Linked DNA regions of Mus musculus: region 1 is linked to region 2. The links are chromatin contacts, called in public Hi-C maps. All regions are on one chromosome and are shown on one strand. Each heading gives the region's core, a stretch centred on a gene start, on an enhancer-like site or on the middle of the called end of the contact. The rest is flanking DNA. Distances are from core to core; before and after follow the strand shown.

Region 1 (3,212 bases), core at 559-3,058, 400 kb before region 2:
CAAACAAGCACAAATGCTGTCCCTTAAACGATAATTTCTACTTATGCTTTAAAAAAAGAGGCAATTGGAGAATTATTTAGTTAAGCACCAAGTTTTCTGTTTCCTGTAGTTATTTTCTATTCTTTTATTTGTTTATCATTTCTAAGGTAGTTTGTTTAAAATACCACGAAACTTAGAATATGACCAAAGCAGAGCACAGTTTGTTCATTTGTTTACTGTATGCACAGTGATCAGTATGCATTAGGGAAGTCTTAGGCTACACACAGTACTTACAGATAGAATTTCCTGAATCTTTGTTATTTCTGAAAAAGAAGAAGCCTCTAACATTCCCTTTATCCCCCAAAACTAAGAACAGGAAATTGAGGGAAGAACTATTCAAAAATCAAGTCCATATTATCTTTCCCCCTTCTTTTGTTGTTATTTAGGGTTGGATCTATTGAAAGGAGTGATCTGAAGGATGCTAAAATGATTTTTGTTACCTGGGTTGAAGGAATGTATGCCCACCCTTGTAGCTAAGCTATTTAATATGCTTTTTATATGCTTAAAAAGAGAGTGTTGACTTCGTGGTGTGCTTTCATGGCAATCAGCAGAGTAGTGAAGCAACAGAAATATGGCATTTGGGAAATAATTCTAAACTTTGTGGTGAAAGGGTTTGCAAGATCTTGAACCAACAAAAGCACGGACATTTTATTCTTCTGTAAATCTTCCATTAAATGTTTTAAAGAACTTAATTTTATGATACAACAAAAAAGGTGAGACACATTTTCAGTCGTAATAAGCAAAATAAAACAATGCACATCTGGATTTTTTTTTTTAAAAAAGGCTGGGTCATGGACGATTGAAACATTGAAAACTAAAGACAAAAATCCAAAATCGGTTTTAAGGATGTTGATGGAAATCCTCTTATAGCGGCTTGCGTGGGTGGCAACTGGATCATCTGTGGGGAACTGAAGCTGGGGGAACCACGAAGCTACGGTGAACGGGGCTGCAGACTAATTTATCTGCTGTGCTGCATTGGTGTCAGATCCCCTCTTTAATAGGGAGCCGCTTTCAAAGCTGCTGTGACGGGACCCTGATCTTCAGCCTGGTGGGAGCTTTGCTTGGGGTTAGAAAACAAGAGCGTGGCATAGCGGGTGTTAAATAGCTTTAACCTCATTTGCTACATCCCATGGAATCAGGTCTCTGTCTCTGTCTCTGTCTCTCTGTCTCTCTGCCTCTGCCTCTCTCTCTCTCTCTCTCTCTCTCTCTCTCTCTCTCTCTCTCTCTCTCTCTGTCTCTCTCTCTCCCCCTGCCAAATGCACGAGAAGGCTCCAGATTCACATGAGTGATTTTCAGCTGTGTGTTATGCTCCTGAAGTAACCTCTTCGTTCCCATTGTTTTAGTGTGAAATCATTTCCTCGGGAGATAATTAGGGTTGCTCCATTTATTACATTAAATGATTAGCATGCACTTGAAATGATCCAGTGTATTTTCCTTTATTGCTGATGACTCTTAAATATGGGCCTCCATTCTTAATGGTTAAATTAAGGCTGTCTAGGCTTTTTGTAGCTGACTACAGTGTAGCCAAACAAGAGAGACTTTCTTTTCCAAACACAGGCCAGGTGTGCTGGGCCTAGGGTCTAGGTCTGAAGAGGTTCTATTCATGTAGCTGTCCCACCTGGTTCAACAAAGTGCTCAGCACCAGTGCTTAAAGGGTTTCTCTCCCCAACCCCCTTGGTAAAAATGCTTTCAACGACAGGGTTCTGTCTGCATTACTCTTCCTATGTGTGCAGTGTGTAAGCTGAACACAGAGTGACCCTAGCTCCCATTTCAACAAAGTGTCTCACTGGAAAGGCATGTGCATTATTTGAGCAAGCAGTATGCCCCACAAAGCCATGGGAAATGATATTTTAAGAATCACCAAATATAGATTTCATTTGGATGCAAGGGCTTCTTGCTTCCTTTGAACTAGCCTGGCTGGGTGACCGACAGACCTCCCAAACCCACTGGAAAGTTCAGATGGAGCAGGCATGTACACTAAATAGGCAAGTGCAAAACAAGCCTCCTTCATCCTCTGGTTATCTTATACGTTCAAATTTTCCTCAAGAGATGGTAATAAGTGACCAGATAACAGAATTAGGTTCATTAGGAAAATTTAGACCAGTTTTTTTTTTTTTTAACTTCAAGATACAAACAGGCACATGTTCAGACTAAACCTTGTGCAGGATTACTGGTTTCATATTTGTTCACTCTATCTAAATATGAGCGGAATTTTAATAAATATCACCGTTAAGAGGCAGAATTTTACATAAGGAAAAAAACCCCCTCAAAGTATACAGTACAATTTCCTCCAAACTTCAAATAATTACATATTTAGAGGATGAGGGATCATTATCTGCCACCTAGTCGAAGTGACTCAAGACTGTCACTTTGCTCTTTTTTGATTTGTTTATGTAACGATCACATTCAAAAGCATCATTATTTTTAGGAGAACTGTGAGGTGCTGTTGGGAGTTTACAGTTCATAGTAGAAGCTGGAAAACGAAAACGGCAAAGTAGAAAGGGGATAAGGGACTGGGTGTGTGTGTGTGTAGATCTGGGCCCAGCGGGCTACACTGACAGCAGTGTTTCCTTCGTGAATGGGGTCAGCACTTGGAGGTTCTCACAATCCGACTTCCCAGTTTCAGTGAAAGAAGGAAGTGCCCGGAATCAGGGAGTTCCTTACCAAATGAGAAGAGGAATTCAATACTCCTTTCTTGTAACACACTTACTACTCCTTTCTCATAATTCATATTCCAGATGAATTCTCTGTAAACAGTAGCTAGCATTTCATCATTACAGAGAGGACGGAGTAGGAAGCCGCAGGGGACGATGCTTTGTATCGGAACTTGTCTTCAGGAGGAAAGTCAGCCAATGCTGAGTTGAAAGAGACAGTGCTTTGCGCTGGACCAAGAATGGCATCAACAACAAAAGGATCTTTTTGTTGGACTTTGTTTTCTTGGGGGATAATCAGAGAAACCATACAGGGTTTCTTTTATAAAGTTATTTCAATCTTTTACATTTGAAATGGTAATGTGCTGGTTAAATATTTAAGTAACCACAAATAATCCTTGTGTTTTCCCAGTCGGTCAAACTGATGAAAACGGTCCTGTTTTTGTCTTTCCTGTGATAGCAAAATACGGCTGGGTGCTGGCTGAAGCACATTCTGAAGAAACGCCCGTCTGTCAGTCTATC
Region 2 (3,066 bases), core at 537-3,036:
AGTATTCAGTAGAAACCATTCATAATTTTCTATTGTTCCAAAACACAAACAGCATACTCCCAGAAGTCTCTGAGTGTATGATCTTGTGTTTTCCTTAGAATTTCCTGAAAATTCTATGGATTTATGAAAATCCACACACTGTGTTTCACCATGTTAAGCAAAGCAAATGCAGGATGGTGTGAGAATGTATGTATGTACGTACATATGTATGTATGTATGTATGTATGTATGTATGTATGTATGTATGTAAAATGTATATTATTATTATTATTATTATGTAAAATGTATTTTTTTCTCCCATTGAAAGTTTTCTTTACCCTGATTTCTAGTTAAGCTGGAACTCATTTTTGTTTCTAGCTTTTTTTTTTTCTAGTAGAAAAGGAAATACTTGACATTTCATTATTGCTGAAAGAGACCTACTAAATTGTGTCATGTTTTCTAAAATAAGAGTTCTTGAAAGGTTCTAGAAATTATGGAATTTGTGTTGACTCAGAGGGCCCTTGAGCCAGGGAATGATGGATTTTATAATCAGAAAATTGTGGGAGTTCAGAAAATCAGAAAAATTTTGGAAGAATTTGTGGATGCAGATTCTCTTATATTTCCAGCTGTCTAAGGCTTCTGAGGAGAGGAGCTCTTTTTCAGGAAGAGGGGCTGTGATAATTTTTAAAGAAAAAAAAACTAGAAGAATTAGTAAAAGATTAAAGATACGAAGCTAACAAAGCTATGTTTCCAAGATCTGTTTCTCTTTTTCTTGCAAAAAAATTCAGTTGGCAAATTTAGATTTTTGTTCTTGCTAGGTTATTATTTCTGAGGAAAAAAATTAAAAACAGATTATCCAAAAGTAGATTTTGAATTTCAGGCTTTGTGCCCAGCATCAGCAGGAGAAAGGTTTCTATAACTTTTTCCTGCTCTAACAACACCAGTGTTGATTTTGACGTTCTAGTCTTTTGCTAAACTTAGTTACTCTGGACTGAAATCACTTGGAAGTTTTTCACATTGATGACTCTTGCTAACATGGCTTGAGGCCCACAGAGAGTGACTGCAGAGCACAGAACAGCATTGCATAGTGCCCAAGGCGGCGCAAGGACGCACAGGAGCAGTCATTGGCTTCAGTTCACAGTCCAAATAGAAAATAGCACCTTCCTCTCTAAGATGTAGTATTAAACATGAAAAGGCCAAGTGAGGAGCTCGCGATATCTTTTCTATTACAGGGTGTGGATTGTACTCTTACTGGTTGTATGCATAGAAGCCTAGCAATATTCTAACAGTGAGCAGTACGGAGCTATGGGAAGATCGAGAACAGGAAAACTGTGACCCTAAAGATTTTTTTCCTGAGACTCTCAGCCAATCATCACAGGTTGGTGTCAGGAGGCAGACTGGTGAAGCCCAAAGAGGAGTCTCAACAGCTCTGGAAGGATGCTTAAACCAAGCAACACTTGGCAAGGAAGAACTGGGTCACGTGTGGAGTTACTGAATGCAGAAGTGCTTGGCTGAGTCCATGAAGAGGAAAGCGGGCACTGTTCTCTGTTTAGACTTTAAGTGGATTGCTTTAAAAAATAATAACTCTGAGTTGTTTCAATGTAATATAATTAGCAATGTAAGATAGCGGGGAAGGAATTGTCATAGAAAACTTGACAGGAATAATTGGCAGCCATCGCTTCCTACTCCCATGAGGGGGTTGGGGTTGGGGGAAGCGGAGAGTAAGCCTTTAATAAGGTTTGCCCACATTCCTGGGACGCCAGTGAATGCAGTCCTGATAAACCGGAAGACTTTTTGGCTGTTATGACGGAAACTTCCTGGTGACTCAGAGAGAGTGCTGAATGTTCTTATAGGTTCACCGTGACTCATAAGACTATGTTTCATAAAGTACTTTCTAATATTGAGAAATAACAGTTCAGTATTGAAAAGAAAGGGAATCACCAGAAATAAATCCCACAAAGAGAAGACCTAAAACACAATGATTTCCTGCCATGAGATTATCCAAAGATAATGTAATTGCCATCACATTCCAGTTAAAAGGCTCAAAGAAGGGCGTGCCCGCTTACTACAGAACGGAAGAGAGAGGAGCTAGATTCACGAGGAAAACGCCCCAGTGGTTGTTTTGTAAAGGAGAATTTCCAGGCTGCTTCCACTGTCTCCAAGAGAGCTGGATCCAGGTCTTGGTTATGAAATTTACATAGCCGCAGCCTGGCTCTTCCTAATCTTAGTGTCTGGGAGGAGGGAAGGATTGAATTAGCCCATGGGAATTCTCCTGGGATGACAAATGTGCACACTATCAATTTAGCTTTTCCAAGGGATCCTAGGGACCCCAAGTCTGGAATGGCAAGCATTTTACAGACTGAGCTCTCTCCCCAGTTCCCACTTCCAAGATGGTTTGTTTTGTTTTGTTTTGTTTTGTTTTGTTTTGTTTTGTTTGGAAAGCCAGCATGTGCTGGACAGAGAACCTCAGTGGGGTTTCTCAGAGCCTCGATCTTTGTCCCTTTCTTCCTGATACTCCGCACTATTCATTGTTATGACCATTCCTTTCCTCCCCCTGGAGCAGAAGGCGCTCCCTGGAGAGTGACATAGGACTTGCATGCTAGGGGATTGTTGAGAGAGCAGAGGTTGGGTTTGGTACTGGAAAATGCTCACCTATAATGTCCCAGTTCAGGAGAGAACTTGGGTAAACAGATAATAGCAACATCAACTTTTAAATCCATGGCCTTGCAATTTTCAGCCATCTTTTCTACTGCTCTTGGTGTTTTTTCTTTGTGAGCTGAAGTTACACATATATGAAGGAGCTTTAAGTTGCCTTATATTACATACACTATATTATACTGTTTGCTATATTGAAAATACCTCATTTTCACTGCGATTTACTGTAAACCATGTCTATTGCTATGTCTTCAACCATGCCAGCTCTGTTTATCTGTGAGATCTAATCTGTCCAAATTAACTCCAGGATATTCTGATCACTTCTATGTCTTCCATGCATCTCCTTTTCATTTATTTTTTAAACAGAAAGCTTTACTGAAGTATAGTTGGCAATGGTAGGATTTACCTATTTAAATGTACAAGGTGGTACTT

What was found. A called contact is a pair of places that touch in the nucleus more often than the background predicts.
Region 1: a contact with region 2 is called in a Hi-C map of adipose-derived mesenchymal stem cells, with 4 times the contacts expected there. The contact joins two enhancer-like sites. A contact is called at or near these places in 3 of 484 Hi-C or Micro-C datasets (adipose-derived mesenchymal stem cells, forebrain and trophoblast stem cells) and 1 of 115 datasets of contacts at active chromatin or transcription factors (embryonic basal ganglia).

Annotation. Positions count from the first base shown.
Region 1 is chr2:116,817,332-116,820,543 of GRCm38.p6, reverse strand. All of the region lies in intron 3 of Gm13990 (a long non-coding RNA gene), which reads left to right. Among named protein-coding and RNA genes, the nearest start is that of Gm13990, 60 kb to the left of the region's middle. Within about 2 kb of position 1,808, at least 7 of the 459 cell types and tissues checked have an H3K27ac peak or open chromatin away from gene starts, as enhancers often do. A contact at or near this core is called in adipose-derived mesenchymal stem cells, where this site is marked.
Region 2 is chr2:116,416,686-116,419,751 of GRCm38.p6, reverse strand. No RefSeq gene overlaps it. Among named protein-coding and RNA genes, the nearest start is that of 2810405F15Rik, 340 kb to the right of the region's middle. Within about 2 kb of position 1,786, at least 29 of the 459 cell types and tissues checked have an H3K27ac peak or open chromatin away from gene starts, as enhancers often do. A contact at or near this core is called in adipose-derived mesenchymal stem cells, where this site is marked.